Regions from separate parts of the Sus scrofa genome. Here all the other regions are linked to region 4. A link is a contact called in public HiChIP or PLAC-seq data. All regions are on one chromosome and are shown on one strand. The core of a region is the stretch at or near the end of the contact, and the rest is flanking DNA. Distances in the headings are between cores, read along the strand shown. Region 1 overlaps LOC106504896 (a long non-coding RNA gene). Region 2 overlaps LOC102163364 (a long non-coding RNA gene). Region 3 overlaps SC5D (lathosterol oxidase). Region 4 overlaps SORL1 (sortilin-related receptor).

Region 1 (2,949 bases), core at 400-2,899, 190 kb after region 4:
CTTTTTATGTTTTATCTTTTTAAACAAGCAATAACTTTATTTTTAGAGTGATTTTATGTTCACAGCAGTATTAATTAGAATACAGAAAGCTCCCATATCCCCCTCCCCAGATGTTCACATACTTGCCAAGTTCAACTTTCTGCGCCAGATGAATACATTTGTTACAATACCTGCACCTACATGGACATATCATTTTCAACCAATGACCACAGTTGACATTAGGGTTCGCTCAAGGTTGTGTATGTTCTCTGGGTTTGGACAAATACGTAGTGAGCTATATCCACCTTTGTGGAATCATGCGGAACAGTTGCACTGACCTAAAAATCCTCTGGGCTCTACGCATTGGTTCCATCCCCCAGCCCCTGACAACCACTGATCCTTCTACTGTCCTCATTGTTTTGCCTTTCCCGGCATGTCAAATAGTTGGACTTTTCTATATGCAGCCTCTCATACTTTTTAGTATTCAGCCTTTTCAGATTGGCTTTTTTCACTTAATGATAGGCATTTAGGTATCCTCCATGTCTGTTCATGTTTTTTTAGCCACGAGTAATTGTCCATTGTCTGGATGTATCTTCTCAACTCCCAAAGGACATCTTCATAGCTTTCGAGTCATGACAATTATGAATAAAGCTGCTATACATATTCATGTGCAGTTTTTGGCTGGACGTAGCTTTTTCTATTTTGTTTATCTTTTAAAACAGCGGCTCTTGGAGTTCTCGCTGTGGAGCAATAGGATGGGCAGTGTCTCTGCAGCACCAGGATGCTGGTTCAATCCCCAGCCTGGCACAGTGGGTTAAAGGATCCAGCATTGCTGCAGCTGCAAGAGCGGGAACTCCATATGCTGTGGGGTGGCCAAAAAAAGAAAAAGAAAAAAGGCAAAAACCAGGAGTTCCCATCGTGGCTCAGTGGTTAATAAGCCCGGCTAGTAACCATGAGGTGGCAGGTGTGATTCCGGGCCTTGCTCAGTGGATTAAGGATCTGGCGATGTCATGAGCTGTGGTGTAGGTCTCAGAGGCGGCTCAGATCCCGCATTGCTGTGGCTGTGGTATAGGCCGGCGGCTACAGCTCTGATTCGACCCCTAGCCTGGGAACTTCCATAGAGGTTAAAAGACAAAAAAAAAAAAAGGGGGGGGTGGCGAAAACCAAAAAATCCCAGCTCTTAATTTTTATTAGTCTTTTCTATTTTCTTTTCAGTCTTAATATATTTATTTATTAAGGCTGCACCCACATCATATGGAAGTTCCTCGGCTGGGAACTGCAGCTGCTGGCCTATGCCACAGCTACGGCAATGCCAGATACAAGCTGCATCTGCGATCTACACTGCAGTTTGTGACAATGCTGGATCCTTGACCCACTGTGCAAGGCCAAGGATTGAACACACACCTTCATAAGTACTAGTTGGGTTCTTAACCTGCTAGGCCACAACAGAAACTCCTATTTATTTATTTCCACTCTGATCTTTGTAATTTCCTTCCTTCTAACTTTGGGTTTATTTAGTTCTTTTTCTAGTTCTTGAGATACTTGAGATCTATCTGGGTTTTTTTTTTTTATTTGTTTGTTGTTTTCTTTTTGGCCTCGTAGAGAAGCTCCTGGGTCAAAGACTGAACTGTGCCACAGCAATGACGTGGGCTACTGCAGTGACAATGCTTAACCCACATGCTGCAAGAGAACTCTAAAATCTTTCTTAATATAGGCATGTATCTATGAACTTCCCTCTTAGAACTGCTTTTGCTGCATTACTAAATGTTTTGATACGTTGTATTTTCACTTTCATTTCTCTCAAAATATCTTCTTAATTTCTCTTTCGATTTCTTCTTTGACCCATTGGTTTTTCAGTAGAATGTTGTTTAATCTCCACATATCTGTGAATTTTCCAGTTTTCTTCCTGCCACTGATTTCTAGTTGCATACCATTGTGATTAGAAAAGATGCTTGATATAATTTCATTCTTAAATGTATTAAGACTTGTTTTTCGGCCTCACACATGATAGAAGAAAACCAAAGGCAGAGTAGGGGGCTTAGGGAGTGTGAAGAGTGGAAATTGCAATTTAAATAGGACGGGGTAGGGAGGGGGCGTTCCCATCGTGGCTCAGCGGAAACGAATCTGACTAACATCCATGAGGACGCAGGTTTGATCCCTGGCCTAGCTCAGTGGATTAAGGATCTGGCATTGCCCTGAGCTGTAGTGCAGGTCGCAGACACAGCTCAGATCCCGTGTTACTGTGGCTCTGGTGTAGGCTGGTAGCTATAGCTCCGATTCAACCCCTAGCCTGGGAACCTCCATATACCTAAGGTGTGGCCCTAAAAAGAAAAAATATATATATATATAGGAGAGTTGAGAAAAAACAAACAAATCTAAGATTTTGGGGAGGTCCCTAGTGACCCAATAATTAAGGATCTGGGGTGGTCATAGCTGTAGCTTGGGTCCCTGCTACGGCTCGGGTTCAATGCCTGGCCCAGGAACTTTCACATGATATAGGCATAAAATAAAATAAAATAGGACAGTTGGGAATGGTTCCCTTAAAAAGTGACATTTCAGCACAGGTCCAGAAGAGATGTTGGAGTGATCCATAGCTATACTCGAGGTGAAGAATATTCCAAGCATAGGGAACAGCTGAGTTTGGAGGCTCTGAGGGTGGGGGCCTGCTGGCATAAGGGAGGGCAAGAGGGCAGCATCGAACAGAATGGACAAGGGCTTGAGGATGAGAACTAGTTAGAAATGAGGTGAGTCCTTGGTCTGCAGTGTGTAGATAATGATCAAAAGCGCATCAATCTGTTTCAAAAGTAGCTAGTGAAGACCCATTTTTCATTTGTTTATTTATTCGTTAGATAATGGATTGTGCTTCTCTTCTCTGCCCGGCCCTATTCTATGCATGGGCAACCTAATAATGGATTCGATAAAGACTTGCTGTAAATCAATAGAGAGAGATAAGGCCTTGCCCACACAGAG
Region 2 (3,140 bases), core at 632-3,131, 250 kb after region 4:
TCCTACCCTGCCATGAGCCATTGTCTTAACTTGGGAAAGGTCTGAGCACCTTATATGGGGTGTCTCTAAGCTACCCTGCCCTCCTCCCAGCCTTCAGCGTACTATTCATGTACACTGCTGAAGGCCTATGGGGAATGGTTGGCAGTTAGGTGCATTCTCTTTCTGTGGTTGAGGTTTCTTGGGATTCTAATGCTTCATGCCAGCTCACATGCAGTCTTTACAAATTCATTAAAATATGGCTGGTTTTTCCTCATCACCTGCTATGATATATTCTTTCCTCTTTCAGCTGCTCTGCTAGAATGCAAACAGATACAGATCTCTACTGTTAGAAAAAGGAATCTTCTGCACCTTCTGACTTTTCATTTAGTTAGATTATTTCTGTCCTCAGATCTCTGGTGGGTTTAAAAAACCATGCTTTTGTTGCTTATCTGGTTTATGGTTATTGTTGGGGTAGGAGCAACTACTGTTGTGATTTGAAGTTAGAAGGCCTTGGATTTTAATGGCCTCTAATGAATAGGAGACAAAGTCTGGGTCCAAAGAAAGGTGGGAAGTAGAATCCAAGCTTCTAGTATAAACCTGAACTCTAGAAAGGGGTGACACAGAAAATAACCATTCAAAGGAAGACTTGTCTGTTGGGGCCTGGCCCTAAGATGAGCAGGAAAAGAAAGAGAAGGAAAGGGAAGGAAGGAAGAGAAAGAGCAAGAAAATGAGGTAAAAGAGAAGGGAAGAGGGAAGAGGAAAGGAAAGAAGGTGAGAAAGAGAAAGAGAGAAAGAATATCCTCTGAGAATTTTGAACCACAAGCCAACACTCATGCTGTTTTAGGGACATAATTCATGCTACCTACATTGTCTGAATATCATCAAACCAAAATTCATTTTATTTTATTTTCAAATTTTTAAATTTTTTTTTTCTTTTTAGGGCCACACTCAAGGCTCATGAAGGTTCCCAGGCTAGACATCGAATTAGAACTATAGCTGCCAGCCTATTGCCATAGCAACACCAGATCCTTAACCCACTGAGAGAGGCCAGGGGTCAAATCCACAACCTCATGGTTACTAGTCTGATTCATTTTCACTACACCATAGCAGGAACTCCCCAAGATTCATTTTCAAGTAGCCATAGGCTGATGGCTATGGCTACTAGATGGTACTAGATGTCTGGCAGCAGCAAAGCAAATATTTCCTGTGTAATTTATATAAAACATTGATTTCAGCCTTTTCTGTGCCTAGAATAGTCACAACTCATGGTCCTAAAGTACAGAGCAGCTCCAGATTACTGGATGCTGGACATCCTAACTGATGTTGTTGCCCTTTGTTCATCCACTGGACCCAGCAGGCTGCTCCTTCTCCTTATTTTACCAAGAAAAAGACAAATATGTCAGAGCAGGAGAGAAAGTTAAGAAGATCTGCACACAGTGATTCCTTAAGATTGATGGCAGGCTACACACTGATATAAGCCACCCTGGCTATTTTATGGATGTCATCGACATTGACCAGAGTGAATTTCCATCTTATCTGTGACCCAGGGGTCAATTTGTTGTTTATCAAATTGTGTCTGAGGAAGCCTGGTATAAGTCCTGTGAAGCAAGGAAGATCTTTGTGGGCACCATCCAGAATGGACATCTTCTAAATTGATTTGGAGCTTAGCCAAGTCAATTAGTCATTTCCTTGAGTTCTGCTAACCTATGTATGTTGACTGAAAGTTCTGACCTAGGATAGACTGATGTAATCACCAACACACACACACACACACACACACACACACACACACACACACACACACACACACACACACACAGAGCTTGATTCTTGACATGGCTCACATGGAGGAAACCAATGGCAATAGCTTTGCTACCAGGCTTTCCCAACATATTCATCACTGGAGAAGACAGCAAACCATGGATTTCCCCACTCCAGAGAAAGAGTACTTGCCTCATCATTGCTGAAGACAGAGACCTTTAGCCAAACAAACCAATGGGTGAAATGATTTCCGGAGGAGAGAAGTGGAGAGCTCCTTGTGGCTAATTAAGGATGTATTAGTATGGAGGAAAAAGCAAAAACCAAACATTATTGGATTTCTCATAGCACAGCGGAAATGAATCAGACTAGTATCCATGAGGATGTGGGTTTGATCCCTGGCCTTGCTCAGTGGGTTAAGGATCTGGCGTTGCTGTGAGCTGTGGTGTAGGTCACAGACGTGGCTCGGACCCCACATTGTTGTGGCTGCGGCTGTGGTCTAGGCCGGCAGTTGTAGCTCTGATTCAACCTTTAGCCTGGGAACTTTGCTATGTTGCGGGTGTGGCCCTAAAAAGTAAAAAAAAAAAAAATTTTAAATAACTAAAACACAAGAAGAAACAAGCCCAAATAAACAAAAGGCAGCAGGAAAAAAAATATATAAACTGAAATGTCAGACTCCCAAGATTGATATTGAAATTATTAGATACAGATTATACAGCAAGGATGTTGATCTACCTAAATTTTAGCTGCATGAATGAAAATGAGAATTTTAAAATCATAGTGTTGGGCAAAAAGAAGCAAGTCCCAAATCAATAAAATGGAGAAATGAGTTTTAGTCTATTTATACAACACATATCACAGAGCAGTTTAAAAAATGTACTAGAGCTATGCTTACCAGGATGGAAGAATCTCAGAAATAGAATGATGAGTGAGAAGGGCATTAATAAATACATATGATATGAGCTCTTTTATGTAAGTTTCAAGACCTGGGAAAATTAAATATTCTATTGTTTAGGAATATAGCATATATTATAAAACTATTTTTTAAAGTAGCTGGTAGTTTATAATACAGGATAGTGGTTTCATATGGATGAGAAAGAGAGGGAAAGAGGGGCCATGGTGAGCTGAAAAAGTTTGTTGGGTTGTGTTTTCTTTCTTTTTTTCTCTTTTGGCTGCCCCACGTCATATGGAATTTCTGGGCCAGGGGTCAGATCCGAGCTGCAGTTGCATCCTATGCCACAGCTATGACAACGTCAGAGCCTTAACCCACTGTGCCAGACTGGGGATTGAACCTGTGTCCCAATGCTTCAGAGACACTACTGATCCTGTTGGCCACAGTGGGAACTCCAGGGTTGTATTTTATTTCTTGAGCCAGGAGGTTTAATATACGGGTGTTTATTAAC
Region 3 (3,184 bases), core at 416-2,915, 220 kb after region 4:
TTCATCAGTAAAATATAATATTTGACAATGACCCCAGAGATTAAGTTCTCTGTGTGTAGGAAGACGATAATCTCATTACACCTGCTATCACGTCACTCAGCTGCTATTATATCACAATTTTTTCCCCATACTGATGTTTCCACTTGAACAACATACTACAAGTAGTTGTTATTATGTACTGAACTCATTCCTGAAACAAGGAACCATCTTTACATTAGTATTTTGTTGTTACGGTGTTTAGTCATGATATCATTAAGCACAATGAATTTTACTTAATGAATAATGATGAATTAAGGCAAAAGGACATTACCTGGTCCCCTTAAAAACTTATCCTCTATCTTTTAAAAAACTGTTGTTGAGGCTATACAAATTGCAGATCTGCTGGCTAGAAAGACACCATTAGTCCCTTGGTGTTCACAGCATGTTCTTTTGACCTACCAGCATGATCATTCCTCAGCAGGACCCACCATTCTGATTTTCAAATGATACTGTTCACGTGCTAGGCCTCTTGGCTGTACATATGTAGATTATTTCTCTTGATTAAAAATATTCAGTAATTCGGCAATAATCTACTCAGCCTTTTTGCCCTCGCCATTGAATAATTTTTCATTTTTACAACCATTTCCTGCATGGTTGCTGAACTTTTCTTCTGTCATCTTCTTCACATAATCAAGTGGTCCATTCCCTTCAAAGGAGGAGGGGTTTTTGAATGAGCCTCCAATTCTGTCCCACAACGTGAAGTACTGTCCATAGTTATAGTCAAAGAGCATATGGTGGTCTGTATGATGGGCTGAGCCATTAATAAATGGCCTTAAGCTCTGGGGAACACGGAAGTCACCGTCATGAATGGAAATTGTCCAGATATTGACCAAAATGTACAAACCTAAATAAACTACCTTGTGTAGGGGAAAAACGAAAGGGTATATGTGGTAAGGGAGACTCTGAAGGAAGCCATCCAGAGGGTGAAAAGCATGACTTGCAAATGGAGTAGGGATCTTCCAGATGTGATGAGGTTTGTGTAAGCGCTAGAGAAGAAAAGGACACCAAGTTAATGTCGCAGACTTTCCCCCGAGACACACTCCACTGCACTTTTCCTGCTCATGTTGTGGGAAACGACCTGGCTACACATCTCTTTGAATGTAGCAAATTACTTTATAAAATGCCCCTCTTCTTTATCTCCAAACAGCAAAATTTTAACTCAGCCCCTCCAGACCCATAAAGAAGGACACACACAAAATGTACCTTGTACCTGTCATGACTATGGCTACTTGAGTATTTAATAATACCTCTTATAATAGAAATGATGATGATAACAACAGTAATAGTAGTAGTAGTACCTGAAATGAGTATTTTCTGTCTTTCCCCTACAAATGACTCTACCTTATATAAAAGTCTATGATGAAGGCCTCTGTGAATCCAGTAGATCAGCATGTCAGTGAAAAAGAGAAAGGACAATACACTAGCAAGGAGTCGAAACCAGCCTACAAGAGACAACAGGATATGGCACAATCAAGATTTGGCTCCCAGGATCAGCGTTTACTTTTTATATGTCCATCTAAGGAGACAAAATATGATCCCAGACCCAAACACTGTAAACTATCTGCTTTGGTTAATCCAGTATGTTACAATCTCCACCTCCCTTGGCTCCCTGGGCTCTGCTTACTTCCCTCTCATAAAAAATTGAAGGGACCCACCCAAAATATTTCTTAATTAAACTATGAAGTTATTTATGGGGAGTTCCCATCATGACTCAGCGGAAACGAATCTGACTAGTATCCATGAGGATGCAGGTTCGATCCTTGGCCTTGCTCAGTGGGTTAAGGATCTGGTGTTGCCCTGAGCTGTGTAGATGTGCCTCGGATCTGTCGTTGCTGTGACTGTGGTGTAGGTCTACAGTTCTGATTCGACCTCTAGCCTGGGAACCTCCATATGCCTTGGGTAGGGCCCTAAAAAAAAAGAAAAGACAAGCTATTTACGAAACAGAAAAAGTATACTCCTGTGGCATCTTTATGATTGAAATGTTTGAGAATAATGCTCTTTATTTTTCCTTCACATTAATCTTCATAAAACATATCTTTAGGAGTTCCTGTCATGGCTCAGTGGTTAATGAATCCGACTAGGAACCATGAGGTTGTGGGTTCGATCCCTGGCTTTGCTCAGTGGGTTGAGGATCCGGTGTTGCCATGAGCTGTGGTGTAGGTCACAGACATGGCTCAGATCCCGGGTTGCTGTGGCTCTGGCGTAGGCTGGCAACTACAGCTCTGATGAGACCTCCTAGCCTGGGAACCTCCATATGCCACAGGAGTGGCCGAAGAAATGGCAAAAAGACAAAAAAACAAAAAAAACAAACAAAAAAAACCCCCCAAAAAACCCATATCTTTACATATTACCTCCCCTGCTTTGAGTTTTATTTTCCATGAAACACCTTAAGCCCAGCATTTACTCCATAACCCAACCTGTTCTGATCTTCCCAACCTCATCTGTTCATGAACTAACCAGGCTGGATCACTCAATGTCCTCCCAATATCTTCAAAGCCTTACGTCTATACCTTTACTCGTATCTAGAATGCCCTCGTTCCTTTCATTTTTATTCATAATTTGACCCACTTTTCAAGGTTGAGTCAATTCATCACCCTGGTATATAATTTTTATTCCCTCCTTTAAATAACTAACCTCTTACTGAGAGAGCATGGGTGCTGACGCCAGCAAGCTTGGGTTCCAGGCTCAGATCTACCACTTATTTGTTAAGTGAGCATGGCGAGTTACTGAAGCTCTCTGTACACTTAAGTTACTCACCTATGAATGGAGCAGAACAGTAGTACCTACCTCAGAGAATTAATGTAGAATAAAACTGATTGATACATGTGAAAAACTTAGAACTGGAGCTGGTACATATTAACACTCAATAAATGTTAACTATTATTCTTACTTCCTAATACTAGATACCTGAAATGTATCTGGATGAAATAACTCCAGAATTTCACAAAAATTAGTTTAGTCATTGCAGTACTATTTGTAGCAGAAAAATGAGGAAAAATCTAAAGGTCTGAAAATGGTGGATCATTTAAATAAACTATAGATAGGAGTTCCCACTGTGGCTCGGTGGTTAACAAATTCGACTAGGAACCATGAGGTTGTGGGTTCAATCCCTAGCCTTGTTCAGTGAGTCAAGGATCTGGTGTTG
Region 4 (3,097 bases), core at 449-2,948:
CCTGCTGGACCGCAAGACTTTCTCTTTTGTGTTTTCATGTGAATTTCTCAAATAACACACCTCAGATGGCAAAGGGGGAGGGGGATGGCAAGCACCCGTGCACGCGGGGGAGGAAGCATCCGCCAGGGCCTCCTTCTCTCCTCTTCTAATTAAAAGAAGAGGCAGCTGGGGGGGGGGGGCAGTAATCATGATGAAAAAGGACAGTGATGCTGCCCAGGTGGATCTAGTGGGTAGAGATGCACCATTACAAAATGCTAATTCCACAGGAAATTCCTTAAGGACCGTGTACACAGTATCCAAACACAAATATTCAGTATATCTATAGCCACACAGTGTACATAGACTATTGTCATATATATTCACAGACTCCATTTACCCACCAGGTGGGTTATGGAGATTTGCTTTCCACGTTTGTGAAGACTTTTTTCCTATCCTATGACTTCTCCAAAGCAAGCAGTGCTAAATCCTCATATAGAAAGAAGGGCACTGTTTAACACACTAGGTTAAGAATACATGACGGCTGGCCTCCTTGAACCAAAAGCATTCTGATGGGGATCTAGAAAAGCCCTTTCTCCCCCTCCTGGAATTTAGGGTAACTCCATTTCTTCTCAAACAGCTTTATGGTGATGTCCAGATCCTAGAAGAGAATCTCCTGTGTCTTAGGGGAAAAAAAGGCTCATCATTTTTCCATTTGTATTTCTTAAGAGAGCCCAGAAGGCCACTTTGTGGATTTCACCATCCTGGACGGAGAGGCTGCTGTGGGGGTGGGGTCATAATTCCAAAACAAAGGGAACCTTGAGAATAATAAGGAAAAGCAGGAATTCGGGCCACAGCCACCAACTGGGCACTTCGTGGCCAGGCCCTCGCCCGAGGGGCTCACCTCCCAGATATGAGGCCAGACGCTGCAAAAGGGGTGAAGGGGAACAACCCAACAAGAGAGAAAGATTTCACAGGTTTTCAGATGAAGAAAATGTTAGAATCCACCTGTTCAGACTCAAAGGGGGTGAACTGAGGCTGCCGCAGCCTCTTAGCCACAGCTCGGGAGTGGGAAAGGGAGAGCCCTCTGCAAACTGGTTGGAAAGTCTGGGCATTTCCAGGCTGGCAGGAGTGAGGGGAGGAGAGTGTGGGGTGGGACGAGGTGAACTGTGAAGGAGTCTAAGACTTTTGTCCACGTCCGGGCGGTCCAGCTTACAGAAGCTGGAGAAGGTGGATGTGGGGGTGGATGAGCAGAGGGAGCGGTGGCAAAAGAATAGAAAGGCAGGCTCAGAGGCGGGCCCACAGCCCTGACCTTAAACCCAAATGCAGCTCTTCTGTCTCAATGAACGGCGTGGGCCGGTTCCGGATTAAGACTGAGGGACTACAGTCCTTGGCACCAAACTGGGGTGTGTCTAGTGGGTTTTATGTCCACGTTGGGCATTTTTAATAACCTCAAATGTGCGTGAGTTGAGGGCCACAGAAGGGAAGGAGGACGGGCAGAAAAGGAAAGGGGAGGCACCTTCTTTGACACACGTGTGGTTCTTCAGCTGATAGCCCTGAGGGCACTCGCACATCAGGTCCCCGGACGGGAGGACGCTGCCAGAAACACCATCTGGACACCGGCAGGTTCTAGTGTTGTTGGCCTTGGGCAGGCACAGCAGGCTGCACGGCCTGGACACACAGGCGTTGCTTCCTGGAGAGGAGACACATGGCATTCTGGTCAGTAAACACCAGGGGGCGCCAGAAACAGGCCTGAGACCCAGTGCAAGCTCCGGGTTCACAGACCGGATCACAGGAAGCTCGGGAGAGAAGAGTGAAGCAGAGAGGGTGAGCCAGGTACCCGCTGGTCCTCCTGGGAATCTGGAGTTGGGGTGCTCAGACACCAAGATAGGCAGGGAGCTGGAGTGGGGAGACGAGTCATACTGTGTGGGTGTCACAGGTGATGCAGGGCAAGCCCAAACCTGGGCCAGTCAGAGCTGTGCAGGTAAGATCAGTCTGCAGAGTTGAGAGGATGAAGCTGACTCACACGGAGAGAAGAAAGGACAACACCTGGGACTTGGGACAGCTTTACCAGGCCCAGGCCCTTCCCCATCCGCACAACGCACCTCCCGTCCTTACCATCTCCCTTCATTCTGTCCACAACACTTTCACTTGAGTCAGCTTGGGTGGGTTTCTATACTTAGAGCCCAAAAGCCCCCCTGCCGCTTTTTTTTTTTTTTTTTTTTTTTTTTGGTCTTTTTAGGGCTGCACCTGCCGTATATGGAAGTTCCCAGGCTAGGGGCTGAATCAGAGCAGGAGCTGCTGGGCTACACCACAGCCACAGCAAGTGGGATCCGAGCTGCGTCTGCGACCTACACCACAGCACACAGCAATGCCGGATCCTTAACCCACTGAGTGAAGCCAGGGATCGAACCTGAGTCCTCATGGATTCTAGTTGGGTTTGTTACCGCTGAGCCATGACAGAACTCCCCAAAAGCCTATTGTTATATTAGAACATACACTGGAGTAAGGACAGAACAAAAATCCAGGCCTGCCCTTCCCAGTTCCTTTGCACCAGAGCACAGCTGCTGAGCTCAATTCGGAACCAAGCAGAGCACCCGTTAGGCAACAAATCCATGTGTCGTGAATCCACATAAGAATTCACTGGTTAATGCTGACCGAATCCACTATTTGCAGTCTTTTCTCTGGTTCAGCTTTCCAAAGAGCGTGCCAGCTAGTCCATAAAATCCCTCTCTGCACTGTCAAGAGAGAAGCTTTGTGGATGATCAGCGAGGGAAATGGTGTTTTCTATCCCCCTCGTCCTTCTGGGAAGGAGAGAGAGGACGCATAAATGATTTTACAGCAACTGAAAACATGGTACAACCACCAAGCAACACAAAAGCCATAAATTAAGAAATGGATGCTTTTCCTTTGGCCTGTGACTTCTCTTCTTCAAAACTGAGAAGATACATAAATGCTTTGATAAAAAAACCAACTGATAAAGATTCTTCAATTGTGCCATCTCATGGCCAGAGAACCCCACAAGAACCATATCCATATCGTCTGTTTCCATCCAGCCAAGGTTTGAGCTATGCCCCACCTATCCTGGCCTGCAGGATGTGAAACAGGGTTCATGAATGAC

What was found. HiChIP or PLAC-seq counts read pairs in DNA pulled down with a chosen protein or histone mark.
Region 1: an H3K27ac HiChIP or PLAC-seq map of alveolar macrophages shows a contact between it and region 4. The contact joins two enhancer-like sites. A contact is called at or near these places in 4 of 47 Hi-C or Micro-C datasets (alveolar macrophages, blood and embryonic fibroblasts) and 1 of 2 datasets of contacts at active chromatin or transcription factors (alveolar macrophages).
Region 2: a contact with region 4 is called in an H3K27ac HiChIP or PLAC-seq map of alveolar macrophages, with 5 times the contacts expected there. The contact joins two enhancer-like sites. A contact is called at or near these places in 1 of 5 promoter capture datasets (liver), 12 of 47 Hi-C or Micro-C datasets (brain, embryonic fibroblasts, fetal heart ventricle and 6 more) and 1 of 2 datasets of contacts at active chromatin or transcription factors (alveolar macrophages).
Region 3: a contact with region 4 is called in an H3K27ac HiChIP or PLAC-seq map of alveolar macrophages, with 5 times the contacts expected there. The contact joins two enhancer-like sites. A contact is called at or near these places in 2 of 5 promoter capture datasets (fetal liver and liver), 28 of 47 Hi-C or Micro-C datasets (adipose tissue, alveolar macrophages, blood and 16 more) and 2 of 2 datasets of contacts at active chromatin or transcription factors (alveolar macrophages and skeletal muscle).

Annotation. Positions count from the first base shown.
Region 1 is chr9:48,391,656-48,394,604 of Sscrofa11.1, reverse strand. The region is part of intron 1 of LOC106504896 (a long non-coding RNA gene); the gene reads left to right. Among named protein-coding and RNA genes, the nearest start is that of SC5D, 36 kb to the right of the region's middle. Within about 2 kb of position 1,649, at least 15 of the 83 cell types and tissues checked have an H3K27ac peak or open chromatin away from gene starts, as enhancers often do. A contact at or near this core is called in alveolar macrophages, where this site is marked.
Region 2 is chr9:48,334,587-48,337,726 of Sscrofa11.1, reverse strand. The region is part of intron 1 of LOC102163364 (a long non-coding RNA gene); the gene reads left to right. Among named protein-coding and RNA genes, the nearest start is that of SC5D, 21 kb to the left of the region's middle. Within about 2 kb of position 1,881, at least 2 of the 83 cell types and tissues checked have an H3K27ac peak or open chromatin away from gene starts, as enhancers often do. A contact at or near this core is called in alveolar macrophages, where this site is marked.
Region 3 is chr9:48,368,597-48,371,780 of Sscrofa11.1, reverse strand. It overlaps SC5D (lathosterol oxidase), which reads right to left. Exons shown (of 5, transcript XM_003129944.4): 4 at 1,381-1,481; 5 at 1-1,025. The coding sequence ends at 570. LOC106504896 (a long non-coding RNA gene) reads left to right here. Exons shown (of 4, transcript XR_002335693.1): 4 at 1-874. Among named protein-coding and RNA genes, the nearest start is that of SC5D, 13 kb to the right of the region's middle. Within about 2 kb of position 1,665, at least 2 of the 83 cell types and tissues checked have an H3K27ac peak or open chromatin away from gene starts, as enhancers often do. A contact at or near this core is called in alveolar macrophages, where this site is marked.
Region 4 is chr9:48,586,467-48,589,563 of Sscrofa11.1, reverse strand. SORL1 (sortilin-related receptor) reads right to left here. Exons shown (of 50, transcript XM_021063014.1): 23 at 1,496-1,669. Among named protein-coding and RNA genes, the nearest start is that of SORL1, 150 kb to the right of the region's middle. Within about 2 kb of position 1,698, at least 15 of the 83 cell types and tissues checked have an H3K27ac peak or open chromatin away from gene starts, as enhancers often do. A contact at or near this core is called in alveolar macrophages, where this site is marked.